Regions from separate parts of the Sus scrofa genome. Here regions 1 and 3 are each linked to region 2. The links are chromatin contacts, called in public Hi-C maps. All regions are on one chromosome and are shown on one strand. The core of a region is the stretch at or near the end of the contact, and the rest is flanking DNA. Distances in the headings are between cores, read along the strand shown. Region 1 holds the start of KITLG (KIT ligand). Region 2 has its middle 360 kb from the start of DUSP6. Region 3 overlaps KITLG (KIT ligand).

Region 1 (4,339 bases), core at 1,775-4,274, 360 kb before region 2:
CAGGCCCATTAAAGTAATAGCACTTTTTAAATTGGATTTGCAAATTAAGATGCCTAATTGTTATTACAGATGCCAGGTTATTAAAGTATTACATTGAAAAAAAGATACGGAAAGAGATGTTCTTTCCAAGCCAGAGACACAATTCCCTTCAAACCATAAAACCACACCATATGAATGAAATACATTCAGAAATCTGAAAAATGCAAAACGCTTTCACTTCTGTAGACTTGCGATTAAATGCGTTGTTAAAAATTGCTGCTCCTAACTACTGCCCAGGTAATTATTTCCCACATGCTGCAGTCCATCACACGTGCTCAATAAATGAAAGAATCATTTATCAAACCCCAAGTGTTTGTTGACAGACTTTCCATATTCAGCTTGACTGAAAAGCCAGAATGTCTGATATCCCTGTGATTCTTAGAGAGCTGCGTAATTCAAGTTAAAGTATATTATTATTACTGTTGTTGTTGTTGTTATTGTTATTATTAAATTCTCATTTTATATCCTGGGTAATGGCAGAGCACACCACCATTTGCTCTGGAATTGATGCCATTTTTGTCAATGACTATTCGAACTATTGAATATTAATAAGTATTCCTCCCTGGCAAGGATATCATTAGATTCAGTAGAACAATTGATCTTATGTCTTAATGTCAGATCTGCTTACGCTGCTCTCCATCCATACAGAGTTGCATAGGCAATTTTTTAATGTAACTTTTAAGATCAGAAATTTTAACAACACGAATGAGGATTTAGCGCCCGTTCCATTTCTGCTGTTTATCTCATCCATTTCATGCTATTTCCAGGGCCCCCGTTTTGCAGTGCAAGAATGCGGAATTGCTAGACCTATCCTTAAAGCAAACCTTGAAGGTCATTAGATCCCAGGCAATGAATGCCTTCTTTCACCAAGGGCACTGCCCTCCTTTGCCTCAAGCCCTTCAACATAGGCAAGTTCCACCAAAGGGCTTGCACTTTTCCTCGGTCTGAGCAGGTCACATTTCTAAAATGCTTAGCTGTCTCCAATGTCCCTGGTCAGCAGCACTGACTCACTAACACCAAGAAGCTTCGGTTTAGTTCGACCTCTTTCTCGTTTTCAATGGAATTATTGCCTGTAATCCGATTTACACAGCCATTTAATCCAAGTGAGGAAGGCGATTACAGAGCTCACATTTGTTTTGCAAAGCAAGGGTGCAAGGATCATCAATCCTACGGACTCTCAAAGTGACTTGATACCACATCGCCCCCCTTTGGAGTGTTGGTCATTAACCTGATCTGTCTCCAGTGATCTTGTTTAAATAGGAAGCTTGAGGCTCTTTCCCTGAACTAGAAGGTAGCGGGTTTCTCCACCCAGATCTCACCACCCTTCAAGTGAGCAGATGCTACTATAACAAAGAATTGGGTCCCCGCCCATGCTTATTAGTCTACAAAGCAGAAAGCACGTACGAATCAAGTAATTACATTAAAACTTCTCCTCTGTCGCCAGTCTTTCACATTCGAATTTCAACAGCCCCCTGTGGTCATCTCAGGTGTGGCGTCCAATGCTTTGCCCATAAACTGACCTGCGGGAGAGGAACCTGCGTTCTGCTCCTCTCTCGGTCCCAAGCAGCGGTCCTAGAGACCACACAAACCTTTCTGCTAGGTGAGTCCCTCCCCGCTGCTCTTTTCCACACGGGTGCAATGGGCTCGAGTCTTTCTACTCCCTTCTGAATGTGTACTCTTCCCGGGCTTAGACATATACTTAAAATGGCACACGTCGTGTGCCATTAAATAAAGCATTTCCGCACATGGATGCCTTCATTCTCAACTGAGGATTTATACAACCCTTTTCCCCACCACCTCCACCCTTCCGACACATTTCAGGAATTGCAATCTCCGACAGAACCTCTGGGGGGTGAAAGGGCAGCCTTACCCAACCCGAGGCAGAAACAAGGAAAAATTCCTAAGGGGAGAAGTGAGAAGAGGTACAGCCCGCCGTGGAGAAAAGAACTGTGTTTGAAAATAACCGTGGCGGCCCTTTCCAAAGGACAAGCCAGTTATCTACCTCAAGGGGAAAAAAAATCTAATTGTACCCCTGGACGGCGCTTTAGCCACTAATCCTTCTCTATAATGCACAATTGTGCAGCACTGGCAATTACCTCAATAACTACCATCGGAGTTAACACACACAACTTTTTCTCTACTGTAATGAAAGAAGGTGAGTGCAATGTAGAAGTATCACCCCGTTTGGAGCTCTCCGGGGAAGCTCACCAAGAGCCGCAAACCTGGCACACGCCGCGGGAGCCAAGTTTTCCCGAGCTGGCCAGGCAGGTTCTCTGCCCACTCGAGCGTGGCTGCTAAGAAACTCCGGGTTGGCTACCTTCTGGAGGCTGCTCCCGCGTCCGCACGAGCCCTGCACCCACTCGAGGGCTGCACGAAAATCTGGGTGCTCGAGCCACCGAGCGTGGCACGCGGGAGCTGTTGTGTAATCTCCCCGGAACCCACTGGAAAATGTCTCCCGTGCAAAGGCATGCCTTTCCGTAATAATTTAAACTCCCCGGCCAAAGAGCAGATCCTCCCGTCTTACAGGAGCTGCAGTTCCCCACTGACAGCTCCCAACTTAGGGGCTGCGGCACCAAACTTGACACCAGCTCCCACGCTTCTCTCTCACTCCTCTCCCCGGCTCACCCGGGCCGGGGAGCTGGCACTAGCACGCCACGCCCGCCTCCCGGGTGCCCTCCGGGCTTGTCCAGCCAGCACAGCCCCGCGCGCCCCAGCAGTCGCGGCCGGGAGGCGCGGGCCTGTGGGCGCGATTTTCTTGGCGTGCCGGCGAGCTCCTGGGTGCGCCGTACTCACTTGTGTCTTCTTCATAAGGAAAGGCAGCGCTGTGATCCAGCCCAGGCAGCGGTGTGGCAACTCCGTTTAGCTGATCTGGAGCTCCAGCATATTGCATGAGCAGCGGCTGCAGATAGTCCACGCATTGGGTAGCCCGAGCGCAAACGCCCTCTCCAAGGCCTCAGCTTCGCGCGGCGCTCCAGGTCCCGGCGCGAGGCGGAGAGTGAAGCCCCGGGCCGGCGCGCCGCCAGCACTTTATAGGGCTCCCTCCCGCCTACTCCGGACACGCCTCCTTCCCTTCCGGAGCCCCGGGGAAGCGAGACTCTGCTGGTGTGCGGGGGGGAGACCGGCAGGGCTGCCGGAGCACTGCAAATACCGTAGAAGTTGGATAGATTAATCCAAGCGTTTCCCCTCGTTTAGGGGCCGGTGCGCGCACGGCCCGAAGGCTAGGAGGGCACGAGGGTGCGGAGCGAGAAGCCGAACACCCTGCAGCTGCCGCGTGCACTGCGCGCCTGGCTCGGAGAGTCGCAGCTGGGCCCCTCGGCTTCGTCTCGGCTCACCTGGCACCGCCCTGGGACGGACCAAATACCTAGCACGCTCGCTAAGTCCGGGAGCTCCCTCTTTTCTGCAGAGGCAGTACGGGATAGTTCATTGGGGGGAGGGGGGGCTAGCGAAGAATTCACCCCGCCCCGCTTTAGGGATTTTTTTTTTTTAACTTAATTAGGATCTATACTTGGGCCATTGTCTTAGCCTCCACCCCCCTCCTTTTTTTTAAACAATTACTTTAGTGAATGAATATTTAATGGTCGAAATAATTGTTGACTCAGGGTTAAGATTGCTAAGGAAGATGCTGTTTCCAAAAACGGTTTACCGCTGCTTCTTTAGACATTTAAATTGAAAGAGAAGCGGTAGGTTATTAAACGCGGAAGTCAGCGATCCAGCCAGGGTCTCGAAAGATACACTTTTGTTTGCTGTTGTCGGAGGTTTTGGAATTGGAAAGCTACTGCAACAACAGTAATAGTTAAAACCACTATTCGATGCACTTAATGCCATACCAGGCATCGTGCTAAGTACTTTACATAGATTATGTCACTAAATCTTTTCCACAAACCTGTTGTATAGGTCCTGTCATTTTTATTCCCATTTTATTGTTGATGAAACAGAGCCTGAGGAGTTCCCGTCCTGGCGCAGTGGTTAACGAATCTGACTAGGAACCATGAGGTTGCTGGTTCGATCCCTGGCCTTGCTCAGTGGGTTAAGGATCTGGCGTTGCCCTAAGCTGTGGTGTAGGTCGCAGATGCGGCTCGGATCTGGCGTTGCTGTGGCTGTGGTGTAGGCGGCCGGCGGCTACAGCTCCAATTGGACCTCTAGCCTGGGAACCTCTATATGCCGCGGGTGCGGCCCTAGAAAAGACAATAAATAAATAAATAAATAAATAAATAAATAAATAAATAAATCTTAAGAAAAAGAAACAGAGGCTGAGAGAGGTCAATTTTCCCAAACCAATAATGTGTAAATTTAGGAATTA
Region 2 (4,195 bases), core at 437-2,936:
CTGAGAGCAGGAAATAAATCTCTCATGTGCAAGGGGCCCTCCCTATTTCTGGAGGTCAGACACCTTATTGCCAAAGACAGGGAATTTGGGCTGGGTAGCCTATGTAAACAGACCTTCTGACTTCTTTAATTTACTACCCCAAGCTCAAAATCTGTTTAGATTCTTCACTAACTGAGCACCCAAAATTTAAGTTTCTTTTCCCTGTCAATTCCTCACAAATTTATTATGTCTTTTTCTAAAAAGTTTAAAATCCGACTGCTTTAGTCACTTCTTAGATCCCATTTCTTTTTTTTTTCTTTTTTTTTAAATGAATTGATCACATCTGTAGTTGTATAATGATCATAACAATCTGATTTCACAGGATTTCCATCCCACAGCCCAGGCACATTCCCCCCACCCCCCAACCTGTCTCCTCCGGAGACCATAAGTTTTTCAATGTCTGTGAGTCAGCATCTGTTCTGCAAAGAAGTTCCGTCTGTCCTTTTTTCACATTCCACATGTCTGTGAAAGCATTTGATGTTGGTGTCTCATTGTATGGCTGACTTCACTTAGCATGATAGTTTCTAGGTACATCCATGTTGCAAAAAATGATGGTATTTCATTCTTTTTAATGGCTGAGTAATATTCCATTGTGTATATATGTACCACATCTTCTTGATCCACTTCTCTGTCGATGGACATTTAGGTTGTTTCCTGTTTTGGCTATTGTAAATCGTGCTGCAGTGAACATTGGAGTACATGTGTCTTTGCGTTAGATCCCATTTCTATGAGACCTCCTATACATGAATTTTTTTTCTCTTGTTAATCTGTCTTCTTTCAATTTTATTATTAGTCTAACCACAAGAACTCAAGAGGGGTAGAGGGGTGGATTTCTCCGTCCTCAAACATTTAGGCTCTCTCCTAAACACTATACAAGAAATAAAACCCTGCAGTAACCTTCATTTTAACCCACTGAGAACTATTTCAGATTTCTAATCTAAAGAACTGAAAGATTACTAATTGTGCGGAGTCACTAAGTTTGTGGTGATTTGTTAGAATAGCGGTAAGACACTAGTACATTGTCTTTATCATAAACTAAATTTAAGAATTGATTTGAATGTATTTCTGCATTTTCTATTACATAAGTCTGTCTTTCCATGTGCTAACATAACACTGTTTTAATTGTAGAGACTTTATGGTAAATTTAATATATCTGCTAGAGACACTCTCTCCCATTTCTTCCTTGAGGTTTTCCTGGTTATTCTCACTTATTTTTCCATGTAAATTTTATAATCAATTTGTCTAACACCAGGAAGAAAAAAAGAAAGTAATCGTATTCTTAATACCAATAGTCTTTTAACCTTGGGAAGCCACGTATTTGCTTTAAGCTGGAGGCTCAGTGACTCATACAATGAAATATGAGACAGGAGTACTTGGTATAATATGCCAGAAGCTATAGTATAAAAAATAAGAAAAGCACTATTAAAAATTCCTTGGAAATCAGATGTATAAACAAACAGTTCCTTTATTATCACGACCTTTTAATGATAGAAACCACATTCAAGATAACTTAAAGGGGAAAAAAGGCATCGATTGGCTCACGCAGTTCAAAATGCCAGTGTTGGGTGAGGTTCAGTGCAGGTACTCAAACGACATCACAAACAGGTCTCCGTTTCTCAACCCTTCCTGCCTCACTGTGGTCTCTGGCTGAAGCACACCCTCTTCATGCACTGGCTCCCTCTAGCTACAGACTTGGACTTGACCGACTGAGACACTCTGGAGGAAAAATGGTGCCTTTTCCTTGATACCTCCTGCAAAAGCTGAAAAATTAAGTCTCATTCATCTGTCTTGCTCCATTACTCACCCCAGAGCCAACCACTGTGACCAGAATAAAATACTCTGAATAGTTGTGGGTCATGACGTTACTCTTGAAGATGGGGATTTAGTCAGTGCCTCCTGACTGCAAAGGTGAGAGTAAAGGAGAGAGATTCCCCAGAGGAAAAGGCAGACAGAGCACTGTGAGCAGACAAAGCTCACATAAATGGAGGACCCTCAGAAAACTAAATATAGAACTACCATATGACTCAGCAGTCCCATTCCTGGGAGTATATCCAGGCAAAACTTATTGAAAAAGATACCTACACCACAATGTTCATTGCAGCACACTTCACAGTAGGCAAGACATGGAAACAACCTCAATGTCCATTGACGAATGAGTGGATTTAGAAGATGTGGTACATATACAAAACGGGAAACTACTCAGCCATAAAGAAAGAACAAAATGATGCCATTGGCAGCGACATGGTTGGAACTAGAGACTCTTTACTTAAAAGGAGAAAGACAAATACCATATGATATCACTTATACCTGGAATCTAATATTTGGCACAAATGAACCTATTTACAGAAAACAAACAAACTGATGGACATGTAGAACAGACTTGTAGTTGCCAAGGGGGAGGGAGAGGGGGTGGAATTGGGTGGGAGTTTGAGATTAGTAGATGCAAACTATTGCATTTGGAGTGAATAAGCAATGAGATCCTACTGTATAGCACATGGAACCATATCTAATCACTCATGATGGAGCATGATGGAAGACAATGTGAAAAAAAGAATGGATATGTATGTATAACTGGGTCACCTTGCCATACAGCAGAAATTGACAGAACACTGTAAATCAGCTATAATAGAAAATTAATAAATAAATAAATGGAGGACGAATAAAGGCAACATACAACAACCTCAAATCATTTGTTGCCAGTAAATAAATATAGGTGTAAAGTATCACTGGATGGTGTCAAGATGGTGGAAAAAGGAGTAATTAAACTTGCATAGGAACAAATCAACTGTCCACATTTAAAGAACACACAAAATCCCCATTCTGAACTCAGAAAGAGTCATAGCCAGACTTGCCAAACACTTGCTTCCAGTAATTTTGCCAGACACCAGCTGCAGAGTATCTGAATCCTCCAAAAGAATTGCCTTCCCAGCTGTGATCCTGAGCCAGGTTGGCTTGTCAAGTAGATTCATTTGCAAGAGTTTCAACTCAGTGCAATTAAAATGAAAAACAAGGTTGGAAGATTTGAACATAAAGTTTATTGAGGAGAAAAATCTGTCTGGCAAGGCTGTGCAAAAGATTTCAGATAGTTATATTTAAGAAGAATCCTAAAGGCCAACAGTAAGAAAAGAGAGAAGGACTTTTCTAGGGGGAAGAAAATGGCAGAGTGAAAGATTGCAGTATGTTTGACGGGCTGGGTGATTCCCACACAGCTGCCGCAGAGCTTGAAAGTGAAGATGTCAGGACGCGAGACAGGAGAAGTGGCAGAAAGATCTTTCATGCCATGCTAAAGAATTTTTCCCCTGATTCTGAGTGTCATCAGGTGGTTCTGGAGAGAAGAAAAAGGCGGTCAGATTTTGTTTTAGGAGAACAGCCATGTTGATCTGTAAAACTGAATTGGCAGGGGGCATAAAAGCAGATGACCCACAGAAGGCTATTATGGTAGTTTTCAGCAACGTAATGAGAACAACAAGAGCTGAGAGGAGAAGATGGATTAAATCATCATTTTTTTTTTCCAAAGAGTTTTCCAAGGAAGTCTAAATCAGCTTGATATTAATGTCTTAGAGGGAAAAAAATAAGATTCTGTAGCCAAATAAAATGAAGTCACTTTGTTTACTGCAGGACTTTTTAGAGCACTTAATATATTAATGTATAGGTTTAGTGATCTCAAAACAGTAAATTTGCCCATTCCATTCTTTAAGGTCTTCATGCTAACCAGGTGTTTTTTGGATAACTTTTTGAAAATATTGGAGAGAGAGAGTTTTAAAAAGTGATGAGAATATAAGAAAAATATGAAAAGAGGGAATAATACAAACTATCATTTATAATCTATTAAATATAGATGAGTATGGCTCTTCCCACCAAGATATTTAATGAGATAATCTATTGCAAGTGTGTCAAAGAGACCCTAAAAGCCAGATCATAATAACTTAGAGTTGTAGCTCTTGCCAGACTTCTTTTTATCCTTCAAGCACTGGTCCCCTGATGCCTCACCAAAAGCTTTTGTTTTTGATAGCATTTACAACAGAGATTTTTGTAAAAAGCAATATGATATGTTGCCGCTGGCCACTTCGCCACCACATATAGTTAAGTAAGACTTCTTTCTGTACATTTCCACGCCCCCACTGGTAACCAACCTCTAAAAGGATCCTCCGGACTA
Region 3 (4,271 bases), core at 1,046-3,545, 430 kb before region 2:
ATCTAGGCCAGAGGTTTTGCCCTCATGCTGTGGTTGTTCCCAACTGTTTCCGTAATAGACTCTTGACCTATCTGTTTAAAAATTTTAAAACACTAATTTTTCTGCTTGCCATACAAGTCCTTGTCATTTCCAGAAGGTTTAAAGTGAAAAAAAATCAAGAAACCCCACAAGCAGAAGGGTCTTTGACTTAGTTATTATTGACACATATAGAAAACAGATGGCATATACCTGAAAATGACTAATACCACCAGGCAAATCCATTTTCTATACCTTTATCTTCAAGTGTCTTTTCACATCCAGCCAAGAAATTTTTTTTTTTTTTTTTTTGGTCTTTCTGTCTTTTCTTGAGCCGCTTCCGCGGCACATGGAGGTTCCCAGGCTCGGGGTCTAATCGGAGTTGTAGCCACCGGCCTACACCACAGCCACAGCAATGCAAGATCCAAGCTGCCTCTGCAACCTACACCACAGCTCACGGCAACGCCGGATCCTTAACCCACTGAGCAAGGCCAGGGATTGAACCTGCAACCTCATGGTTCCTAGTCGGATTCGTTAACCACTGAGCCACGACGGGACCTCCCAGCCAAGAAATTTTAAAGAGGCCACTTTGCCACTCGGTCTGTAAGTTATGTTTGGCCTGCCTCAAAGATTCAGTTAAGAGAGGCATACTGCGGTTAGTGTTACTTTTAGGGATCTCAAGCTTGGAATTATGGTGTTTCTTCATCAGATCCTCAATGTACACTTACTGGGTGCCAGGTAGGGTCCAGCACTGTGCTGTGGACTAAAGGTTTGGATTTTCAAACGTCCTGTGTGGGAGAGCCTGAGACTACTGAGCTCTGAAGCATGGCGAGAAGCACTTGTCTCCCTGCGCTGACTCTACATATGTGACTTAGTGAGAGAAGACATGTGACATTCACACGGGGCACCTCCCTGCATCCTGCTTTGCTCATCCATGCAAAGCAGAATGATTTAAGAATTAAACAAAAACCTGTCTCCCCCAAGGGTCTCTTACTCCCAACACAAAACGTAGCATTTTCTCCCCCTTTTTTGGCCACACCAGGGGCACATGGAAGTTCCCAGGCCAGGGACTGAATATGAGCCACAGGTATGACCTATGCTGCAGCTGTAACGCCACCAGATCCCTTAAGCCACGACATCGCAGATCCAACTGGCAATGCCGCAGAGACAAGCTGGGACATTAGACCCACTGCCTCTCCATGGGAACCCCAAAAACTTAACATTTTGCAGATGTCTCTCTCAGTGTCTCGTCGCAAACAACAATGCATTTGTTTGAGGACACTGGCACACATGGAACTGAGAGCCAGACCAGTGCACCTGCATCAGCTTTGTTTTCCTTTTTTTTTTGGCCATGCCCATGGCATGTAAAAGTTCCTGGGCCAGGGATCGAATCTGTGCCATGGCAGTGCCCCAAGCCACTGCAGTGACAATCCTGGATCCTTAACCCACTGTGCCGCAAGAGAACTCCTGTAGCTGCTTTTAAGAGGAAACAATAAACTCATAGATTTAACCAGAGAGGCAAGAAACTAATCTTATCTATTATGGAGAAAACAGGACTTGCCCATTTCCTTACTATTTGCAAACTTGGAACAGGAAATTCACTAATTCTCTGATTCCTCTATTTCCAAAGATGCTGTCATAACAGAAGATTGTGTGTGTGCTGGGGGAGGATGTAGTGAGTCAGGGGTGCCCCTTATACTTAAGGGATCGGGTAAAGAAGTGGAAACTTTCATTCATGTAACCATGAATCACTTCCTTAAGATGAGAGTAACAGATTTCTTTTGGCCGACCGTGCATCCAAAAGCCCCCTGGGAAATTTGTTTTAGGCATCTTAAAACTGAACATGAATTCCACATCAAAATAAGCCTGCGTTATAAAATGGGATTTGGTATAACTGAAGTAAGACTATTATTACAATAATATAACTATTTCAAGAGCTATAAAAGATTACATGTTCTTATCTGGGATTTTACTACCATTTATTAAAGTGTTTTCTATGAGGTAATGGTGTTCCATGCAATTCCTACCATTTCAGGACTGTTTATATCACTACCTATAAATAATCTGGCTCTTTGTATTTGTGTTCCAGTTATGTGTTAGAATTCTCCTTGATGGCCGACCCACTGTGGTCCACACTGTCTACTAGGATTGCTGGTGTGTGATTATGATTTGACCAGGCGACCTCCTTGAGGGGCCCTAATCAACATACACAGAGAGAGCAAAGGAAGCTATTAATATTTTGTCCCCAGACTCCAGTGGAACACTAATGAGCTAGAATGGTGCTACGGAGAGCTACGTTTGGGCAGCCAGATGCCCTGGAATCAGGGCAGCAGAATACCCTAGTCTTCCTGTTCTGTCCAAAAGGCAAATCTTTTTTTAAAATTAATTTATTTTTCCACTGTACAGCATGGGGACCCGGTTACACATACATGTATACACGGTTTTTCCTCCCACTGTCGTGTTGCAATGTAAGTATCTAGACCTAGATCGCAAACACAGCAGGATCTCATTGCAAATCCATTCCAAGACCAATAGTTTGCATCCGTGAACCCCAAGCTCCCGATCCCTCCTTAAATCACATCCCTCAGAGAAAAGACCCCACCCACCAGCCATAAGCAGAAGAAGCGTGCAACAGAGCGAGGTGTTCTGGAATTCTCCACTCACAATCCTTCTCAGGTAGGAGGGCAGCCCGAGGGAGGTGTTCCAAACGAAGCCGCGCGGCAGCAGAGTCTAGAGAAAGCTTGCCGCCTCCTACCAACGCACTATGACTTTTTCACCAACTTAAAGTTCTGCCCCAGGACCCCGGCCCCTAACAAAGTTCTGGAATCTGACCTACACAGCACACGTCCTTCTCCAAGAGAGAGGGACAAGCCTGGTAAAGAGAAGAGGGGAAAGAATCAGGGGGATTGAGCTTCCCCTCCTAGACAGGAGTCACCCCGCTCTCTTTACTTCTCCTGTTAATGCAAAGGGCTTCAGAGCCAGGCCTTGGGTTCTCTCCAGAGATCCGCCATCCCTCTTCCAGGGAGAGAAAATAGATGTTATCAGAAAAGGCTTGCCTACACCTCCAGGGCATGACTCTCCACACTTGCTATGATGCTATCACAGGGATTAATGAGATCGGGATTGTATGCCTTACAGCCCTTCTGAAGGATCCCGGGCCAAAGCTTTGCTTTTATGTAAAGATTGCCCCAGAAACCTTGTGGAATAAGCTCATCTGGACAGGATTTGAGTAATCCCCAATTCCTGGATTGTTGTCCTATCAATTGTATCTCATTTTGATGAAAACTGCCCATCATTCAACAATTTGCGGAAACTAACTTGAGTGGGTTGACTAATACCAGACATCTGAACAAACAGAGAACAAAAACACTGTGCCCCAATTTTGGTGACCATCTCTGCAGACTGAGTCAGCTTATGGGCACCGTGCCTGTGGACATGACTTTCTTCTTGGTGCTTAGAAAACATGCAGCGTGGTACTCCCCTTTTATTCCGATTTGACGCTCACCACAGCCTTGCCACAATTCCTGACCCAGCCCTGGTGTATCTCATTGTTCTAATAATTAATGATGGCCATGTACTATATACACATCAGGCATGGCTCTAAGTACACATGCACTGAACTCATTAAAAACTCACAGAAAACCAAAGAAAGAGCTTAGCGACCTCCATGTGATTGAGGAGTCCAGAGAGATTACGAAAATTGTCCAAGGTCACACAGCTAGCCAAGAGCTAAGAGTGGGGATATAAACGCAGGCGGTCTGACTCGGGAGTGTCTTTCTAAAAGATGTCTAAGGTGATACCAAAGTAAGGATTTTCTTACTTTGTAAAGATCCCAAACTTAAACATGTTTAAAACACTCTTTTAGCTTTGCTACAAAGGATATCACTATTTGAAAACACAACTCCCTTTGAATAACTTATACACTCTTATATTATCCCATGCTTCTCCCCTAGAAAGGGCACTCACACGTCTGGGTGACTCCTTCGTATGGCCTGGTCCTCTGGCCAGCAGACACACTTTGGGGTTTTATCCATGAAAACTAGCATGCTTTCTTCAAATTTCCCTGATCCTACTCCCGAGAAAGGCTTGCCTCCTTATGCTACAACTAAAACCATTCTATTATTATACATGTAATATAAATAATGTATATTGTAAAACACAATGCGAATGTGTTTCTGTTTCTTTTATGAGAATGCATGCTCCGTAAGAGCTTGTCTTCTGGATGGGTATCTAAGTGTCCTACTCAATGAGTGACA

Evidence for each region. A called contact is a pair of places that touch in the nucleus more often than the background predicts.
Region 1: a contact with region 2 is called in a Hi-C map of embryonic fibroblasts, with 2.6 times the contacts expected there. The contact joins the promoter of KITLG here to the enhancer-like site in region 2. A contact is called at or near these places in 2 of 5 promoter capture datasets (fetal liver and liver) and 5 of 47 Hi-C or Micro-C datasets (alveolar macrophages, embryonic fibroblasts, heart right ventricle and 1 more).
Region 3: a contact with region 2 is called in a Hi-C map of embryonic fibroblasts, with 1.8 times the contacts expected there. The contact joins two enhancer-like sites. A contact is called at or near these places in 3 of 47 Hi-C or Micro-C datasets (embryonic fibroblasts and heart right ventricle) and 1 of 2 datasets of contacts at active chromatin or transcription factors (skeletal muscle).

Annotation. Positions count from the first base shown.
Region 1 is chr5:94,016,088-94,020,426 of Sscrofa11.1, reverse strand. KITLG (KIT ligand) reads right to left here and starts at 3,024. Exons shown (of 9, transcript NM_214269.2): 1 at 2,833-3,024. The coding sequence starts at 2,847.
Region 2 is chr5:93,657,827-93,662,021 of Sscrofa11.1, reverse strand. No RefSeq gene overlaps it. Among named protein-coding and RNA genes, the nearest start is that of DUSP6, 360 kb to the right of the region's middle. Within about 2 kb of position 1,686, at least 14 of the 83 cell types and tissues checked have an H3K27ac peak or open chromatin away from gene starts, as enhancers often do. A contact at or near this core is called in embryonic fibroblasts, where this site is marked.
Region 3 is chr5:94,091,160-94,095,430 of Sscrofa11.1, reverse strand. The region is part of intron 6 of KITLG (KIT ligand); the gene reads right to left. Among named protein-coding and RNA genes, the nearest start is that of KITLG, 76 kb to the right of the region's middle. Within about 2 kb of position 2,295, at least 6 of the 83 cell types and tissues checked have an H3K27ac peak or open chromatin away from gene starts, as enhancers often do. A contact at or near this core is called in embryonic fibroblasts, where this site is marked.